Regions from separate parts of the Anser cygnoides genome. Here region 2 is linked to region 1. The links are chromatin contacts, called in public Hi-C maps. All regions are on one chromosome and are shown on one strand. Each heading gives the region's core, a stretch centred on a gene start, on an enhancer-like site or on the middle of the called end of the contact. The rest is flanking DNA. Distances are from core to core; before and after follow the strand shown. Region 1 holds the start of PRKCI (protein kinase C iota). Region 2 holds the start of MYNN (myoneurin).

The links. Hi-C and Micro-C count contacts between places; a contact is called where the count stands out from the background.
Region 2: a Hi-C map of liver shows a contact between it and region 1, with 4 times the contacts expected there. The contact joins the promoter of MYNN here to the promoter of PRKCI in region 1. A contact is called at or near these places in 2 of 7 Hi-C or Micro-C datasets (both in liver).

Annotation. Positions count from the first base shown.
Region 1 is chr9:22,161,249-22,164,423 of Taihu_goose_T2T_genome, reverse strand. PRKCI (protein kinase C iota) reads left to right here and starts at 1,586. Exons shown (of 18, transcript XM_048059299.2): 1 at 1,586-1,704. The coding sequence starts at 1,595. It overlaps PHC3 (polyhomeotic homolog 3), which reads right to left and starts at 437. Exons shown (of 14, transcript XM_067002405.1): 1 at 1-437.
Region 2 is chr9:22,309,751-22,313,090 of Taihu_goose_T2T_genome, reverse strand. It overlaps MYNN (myoneurin), which reads left to right and starts at 1,960. Exons shown (of 8, transcript XM_048059432.2): 1 at 1,960-2,105; 2 at 2,542-2,838. The coding sequence starts at 2,573. TRNAV-AAC (transfer RNA valine (anticodon AAC)) reads left to right here and starts at 1,561; the gene lies at 1,561-1,633.

The sequences.
Region 1 (3,175 bases), core at 337-2,836:
CTTCTTCAGCAAATGGAATGTTACAACTCTGGGGTATTAGCTGTAGGGGATGTGGTGTTTTGAGAGGGCTGTGTGGAGGTTAAGGTCAGGAAAGGGCCTGCCCTGAGTGGTTTTCTACGTTAGTTGGTCAAAGACCTCAGCAGCCCCAAATGGGAGGTGGCAGTGAACGCCTGAAGTCTCAGGAATATGAAACTGAAGAGTCTTTAAGATCTGTTAGCCTAGCTTCCAGTTCTTCCTACATGTTGGTTCTGAGCCTCTCCTTGCTATGGGGATGACTGCTTCTTCCCCTGAACTGACTGTAATCGATCAGAGTTGAATTACACCATTATTTCTCAAGCGTACGTGGTAGCAGCTGCTTTGTACTACTTGGAGTAGAAGAGCAAAGCCCAGCCTCCATGCAGGCAAGTAGCCGCTGTACCACATAAAGCTAACTCAAATCTTGCATGGGATATCCTGACAAGCTCAGTACCTCTCCATCTCTCTGTCACAAAATGTTTTCCTCTCTGTGATGGAATACTCTTAGAGATCTTGTAGGAAACTAAGAAAAATGTTGGAAGTTGTAGAGCAAGGTATTGTTAAGATACAGCAAGGTATTTCCTGCTGCATGAAATTGATGCAAGACTGTTTGGAAACTGGGTGGAGCAAGTTTCTTCTGAGGAAGAAAAATGCCTGCTGCAGGAAGGTCAGGTATCGTGACAAAAAAAGTTCTGTACTTTGTAACCTCTTGCAGGGAAAACAGCAAATGGGGACTTAAGTTACTTTATCATCAAAAAGCAAAAAGAAGAGCAAAGTGCACGACTGGAATGTGCAGGTCTCGTATAGCAGCTTGTTGCGGACCACAGAGTGGCAGAATTCCACGCTGCTTTAACAAACGTCCGGGTACGGTGCCGATTACACCAAGGAGGTAGTGGGGAAAAAGGAAGTGTTTGTGCTGTATCAGAACAAAAAAAAACAAAACAAAAAAAACAAACAAAAAAAGGTTAGGTTACCTATTCCTCAGGATTCCCAGAAACATCCATCTTTCAAGGAAGTGCTGGGCAAAACAAATATGCGTTATCAAAGACGCTACCAACGTGGTGTTAAATAGGGAAAGCCTAAAGGAACCAATTTATGATAACAGCTCTAATAAAATACCTTTTCTTAAATATTAAGCGTTCCATCCCCTTTAATTAAAAAGCATCCTTTGTGTTTTCTTTCAAAAAAAACCACAAAACACCACACTTGCTGTATGCCTCTCGAAGCTCCACCTGCACCGAGCGCCCAGCGCTCCCCCCGCCCGTGCTCGCTCCCGCGCAGCCGCGGGGCCGCCCCCTGCCCGGCAGCCGCTGCGCGCTCCCGGCGGGCCGTACCAAGCGGCGGGGCCACCGGGAGGGGATCGCTTCTGCCCCGCCCGCCCCGCTCCGTCACGGGGGTGCGGGCGCCTCTTGGGCTCTGCGGAACCCCCCCCCCTTTCCTCCCCGCAGTGGTCCCGCCCGGCCTGGGCGGGCTGAGGGACGGCGGGGGGCGCGCGGCCGCCGCCTCCTCGTAGCGCGGCCCCGGCCCGGCCCCAGCCCGATCCCGGCCCCGGCCGCCCCGCCGCCGCCCCGCCCCGGGGATGCCGACGCAGCGGGACGGCAGCGGCACCATGTCGGCTCCGGGCGGCGGAGGGGGCGGCTTCGGCGGGGACGGCGGCCACCAGGTCCGCGTGAAAGCCTACTACAAGGGGTGAGTGCGGCGGTGGGGCCGGAGGCCCGCCCGGTGCTCTCCTCACGGCCCGGTGCCCCCCTCACAGCCCGGTTCTCCTCACGGCCGGCCCCGCGCTGCCGCCCCCCGCGGGGCTCTCGGTGCCACGGCCGGGGAAAATCGGGGAAAAAATAGGGGTTTCGGGGCCGGGCGCTGCGCGTTGGGCTCTTCTCGGGTCTGAAGGAGGAGAGTTGGGCTGAAAACCCGCCCCGTAGGGTCCTGGGGGGTTCCCCAGGGGCTGTGAGGGAGCCGAATGGCAGCGAGGTGCTGCCCCGTGTAACGAGCGCTGGAGGCCTTCAGAGGGAGAGCCTGGGTGCTGCTCTCCAGCAGCAGCGTGTAGTGACATATGCGATATAATATAAAGTCTGCTCTGCTGTGGGTGCGCTACCCCCTGCTAGGCACCGACATTTAGAGGAGCCGACTTTAAAAGTCTGAGAGCAAGGGTCATCGGGCCACTGAGTTGGGTAGGAGGTGATCTAATCAGAAAACAATGCAGGTTGCATTTTTGGGTTAAGATTAAGCTCTAGGCACTCTCAACAGCTTCCTTCCAGTTACCTGTGTTAAGTACAAGAAAAGATTTATTATATTTACGGTGTTTGCTGTCTGATATCTGTAGCATTATAGTTTTAAGGAGAGGTACAGAAGCCTTGCTGAGCACTTGGCAGTTGGTAATGCCTTTCGTTTCTGGCCTGTGTCTGCTTTGGGGCTTTTCTTGACAAAAGTGCTGTACGATCTGTGTAAAAGTGTGGCATAATCTGTGGTTTTATGAGGTCTGTGAAATGCTTTCAAACTAATAGTACGTGAAATTCTCTGCTCTTTGTTTTACAGTCTCTTTAATGCACCATTTCTTAAAGAAGTGGAGATGGCCCTGGCTATTAGCTGACAGAAGCGTTCGTTTGGTCAGGCAGTGAACTAAAGTGGAAACTGCTCTGGATTAAAACCATTTATTTTTCCTCTGCTGGGTCAGTTTTAATCTTGATCACTTCCACATGCAATCATTTGACTTCTTGCTTTAGTGCTGGGAGGCTGTGGTGCAAGAACAGAGATAAAGCAGCTCAGGGTTGTGGGAGTGCAGAAGAAAACTGCTACATTGGAGAGGAATGCTGGCTCATGACACTTTAAATATTAGGTAGTAATTTCACAGGCACTGGAATGTTTCCTTTGAGTTTCATCTGAGTTTCATCTGCTGACTTTTTAACTGTTAATGCAATTGTCTGTTTACTTTTAATAGTGGCACTGAATCATATGGGCAGTTGGTTAACCAACAAACTAACAGGCTGAATGCCTTTGTAATGATTCATTTCGAGGTCTAAACAAATTATTCCCTCCACTCTCCTACAAAGCAAGTCTCATGCCCACTTCTCAAGCTAGCATTATCAAGAAATGGATAGCAAAGGAAAACATTTTACTTGCGCTGGAATGACTTGGAGACTGAGGATCTAAATGCTGATAT
Region 2 (3,340 bases), core at 711-3,210, 150 kb before region 1:
GGCTTTTATACGGCGGGCAGCCGCGCCCCCATTGGACGAGGCGGCACCCTCCTCCGCCGCCATTGGGCGAGAGGGGGCCAGGGGGCGGGGCGAGGAGAGCGGCGGGAGTTTGGAAGGCTAGGGTTAACCGCCCGCCGGCTGCACCACGTGCTCCGCGGCGCGCGCTGGGATGGGGTCTCACCCCCCCCCCCTCCCTCCCCGCCCCCGCCCCTCCCCTCCCCTCATGGGGTCCGGGCTTGGGGTTTGGGACCGGGACCTGGGGTCGGGGGTTAGGAACCGGGAGCTGGGGTCTCGGGGGCAGAGACCTGGTGGTTGGGGGGTTTGGGGTCTAGTGCTGGGGCTGGGGGTCGGGAGATGGGGTGTAGGGGCAGAGACCTGGGGGCTGGGGGCTGGGGTTTGGGGCTCGGGGCTCGGGGCCGGCACCTGCTGGCTGGGGTCCAAGGGTTCAGGAGGTGGAGTCAGGGGCTGGGAAACAGGGGGTGGGAGCTGGGGTCTAGGGGCGGACACCTGGGGGCTCGGGTTTGGGGTTTAGAATTTGGGGATCGGGGCTGGGGCTGGGCTCAGGGGCTGGAATCTGCGCCTAAAACCACCCCAGGAGGTAGATTTGGCACTGTAAGGAAAAGCGGTTTCAAATGACACTTTAGTGTGAAATATTAACCCAAGGTGTGGCGTTCTATTTACTTACGTATGCAGGTTTAAATATATTGAAAATGAATTGGATTATTTTGAAAATCGAGATCTCCAAGTTTCTCTGTCACGTGAGTGCTGTGATTTTTGGTGGTAGCGCTCTTTCTCAGTCAGCAACGAAGACTGTCGACGTGGTTCAAATAAAAGCCCAATAGGTGGCAGATCCAGCTCTTCTGCAGTGAGGTGGTGGCAGTCTGTCTCCCCGATTCGCTGCCTGAAGGAGAGAAGGAAAGGATGCTCTGTCAGCCTGCGTGCTCCAAGCGGTTACCTGCTTTTGCCTGAAACCATACCAGACTACACGGGGCCTTTTCTCACATGAAAAGCGTTATAAAGAAAGGCACCACAAACCCGCGGCACTGCCGTTAGGAATACAAACAGCTTATTTATTTCCGCAGCCCCCCAGCCATGCCACGGCCACCTGTGGCAGAAGGGGCAGCGGGCAGCAGCACGGAGGAGCTGTGCTGTGGGGCCTGCCCTCGGCTGAGGGGCTCGGGGGTGAGCGGGGAGCTCTGGGGGTGCAGAGGAAGGAAGGAAAGTGCTGGGCCTTGAGGGAACGGCCTCACGTTGAGCCAGGGGAGGTTCAGGTTGGAAATGAGGAGATATTTCCTCTCAGGAAGAGCAGCCAGGCGTTGGGATGGGTTGCCCAGGGAGGTGGTGGCGTCACCATCCCTGGGGACGTTCAAGACAAGGTTGGACGTTGTGCTTGGGGACATGGTTCAGTGGGTGACATTGCTGGTAGGGGGGTGGTTGGAACAAGTGATCTTGGAGCTCTTTCCAACCTAGATGATTTTGGGATTCTGTGGGGGTAGGTCCCCAGCCTGCAGTGAGGTAGGTGCCATGAGGGGATCGCTGGAGAGCCTCCGTACAAGCGGAGTTTCCGTAGTGTAGTGGTTATCACGTTCGCCTAACACGCGAAAGGTCCCCGGTTCGAAACCGGGCGGAAACACCGGCGGGTGGCTCGCATTTTCTTTTTTTTTTTTTTCTTTTCTTTCTTTGATGTGACGCTGGAAAGTAACGGAGGTCCGCCGGCGCTGCGGAACCGGTGCCCCGAATTACTTTGAACTGGAAGCACCAACGCGGCGGGACGTTAGAGCCTTCAGTTCCAGCGGGACTACATCCCCCAGCATGCACAGCTCCCTAACACCGTAGACCCCAGCGCTGCCACGCCGCGCTGCATCACGGGAGTTGTAGTCCGCGCCTCCCCGGCCGTCCCGGCGGTCGTTCCGCGGCCCGCCCCGCCCCGTTCCCCTCCGGGCGGTGCCCGCCGAGTCCCCGCTCCCCCCGCGGGTCCTCCCCGCCCCTCCCCGAGCCCCGGCGGTCCCGGGAGCACCGGAAGTGGCGTGCGGGAAGCGGCGGCGGCACAACATGGCGGCCTGAGGCGGAGGAGCCGCCGCTTCCTCCCGCTCGTCCCGCCGCAGGTGCGCGAGGCGCCGCCGCCCGCCTCAGGGCCGGGACCGAGGGGGGGGCGTCCGAGGGCGGCTGGGGCGGGCCCGGCCCGGCCCTGAGGGGCCCGGTGGGGACCGGGGAAGGACCGCGGAGGGTCCCGGCCCCGGGAGGCTGCGGCCCGGCCGCTCCCCGTGCCCCGAGGCGGCTCTGCCGCCGCCCCCCGTTGTCCCTCGGTGAGCCCCGGGTCCAGCCCCGGCGGCCGGGAGCTCCCCCGCTCCCTCCCCGCAGCCCTGAGGAGGGAACCGGGCCGCTGAGCCCCGTGAGGGAGGTCCCGGTGCCCAGCCGGCCACGGGGAGGGGGGGGGGGCGGGTTCAGCGCTGGGGTATTTGTCATTATTAACTTTGTTTTGAGGGAGGGGAAAAAAAGAAATAAAATCCGGCGTGTGACTGGGTTCCTTCGCTTTCCCAGGAGGGAACGGAGGCCGCAGGCCGCTGCCAGGATGCAGTACTCCCATCACTGCGAGCACCTGCTGGAGAGGCTGAACAAGCAGCGAGAAGCCGGCTTCCTTTGTGACTGCACCGTCGTCATCGGCGAGTTCCAGTTCAAGGCGCACAGAAATGTGCTGGCTTCCTTCAGCGAGTACTTCGGGGCCTTCTACAGGGACGCCTCTGACAACAACGTCGTTTTGGATCAGACTCAAGTGAAGGCTGATGGATTCCAAAAACTCCTGGAGTTTATTTACACGGGAAACTTAAACCTTGACAGGTAACACGTGCTATTCAAGTGGGAAAGAAAATAGGGAAACAAACTGTATTGAGGCAGTACTGGATTTTTTGTACTTTGTAACGCATTTGGGAGGAACGTAGTAGTGGATGTGATGCATGCAAACCGCTGAAGATCATCTGTTTGCATGCTCCAGGATAGCACTCGGCATGTGAGTTCCAAAGCACAAATACGTTGTCAGATGTTTTGCTGATAGTTTCGGGCTCTTGAGTCTTTCTGTCAGGATCAGGAAGGATTAAAAATCTTGTGTGGTTACTGGGAGAGGGAGGGATAACTCGATTCTTCCTGAAGTGGGATTGTAGGAGCCCTTTTTCCAGTCAACACACAGAAACTATAAGCATTTTCCCCCTTATGGGGGTGTTTTTGTGCATGTTGTGTTACTTTGTGTGCAGTGAGGGTTTTTTGTAGTGCTGCTCTCTCAGGGAAAAGAAGGAGGTGTGGCTCACTCAGCTGTGACTGCTCAGAAGCAGGTAGCCCAGAAGTG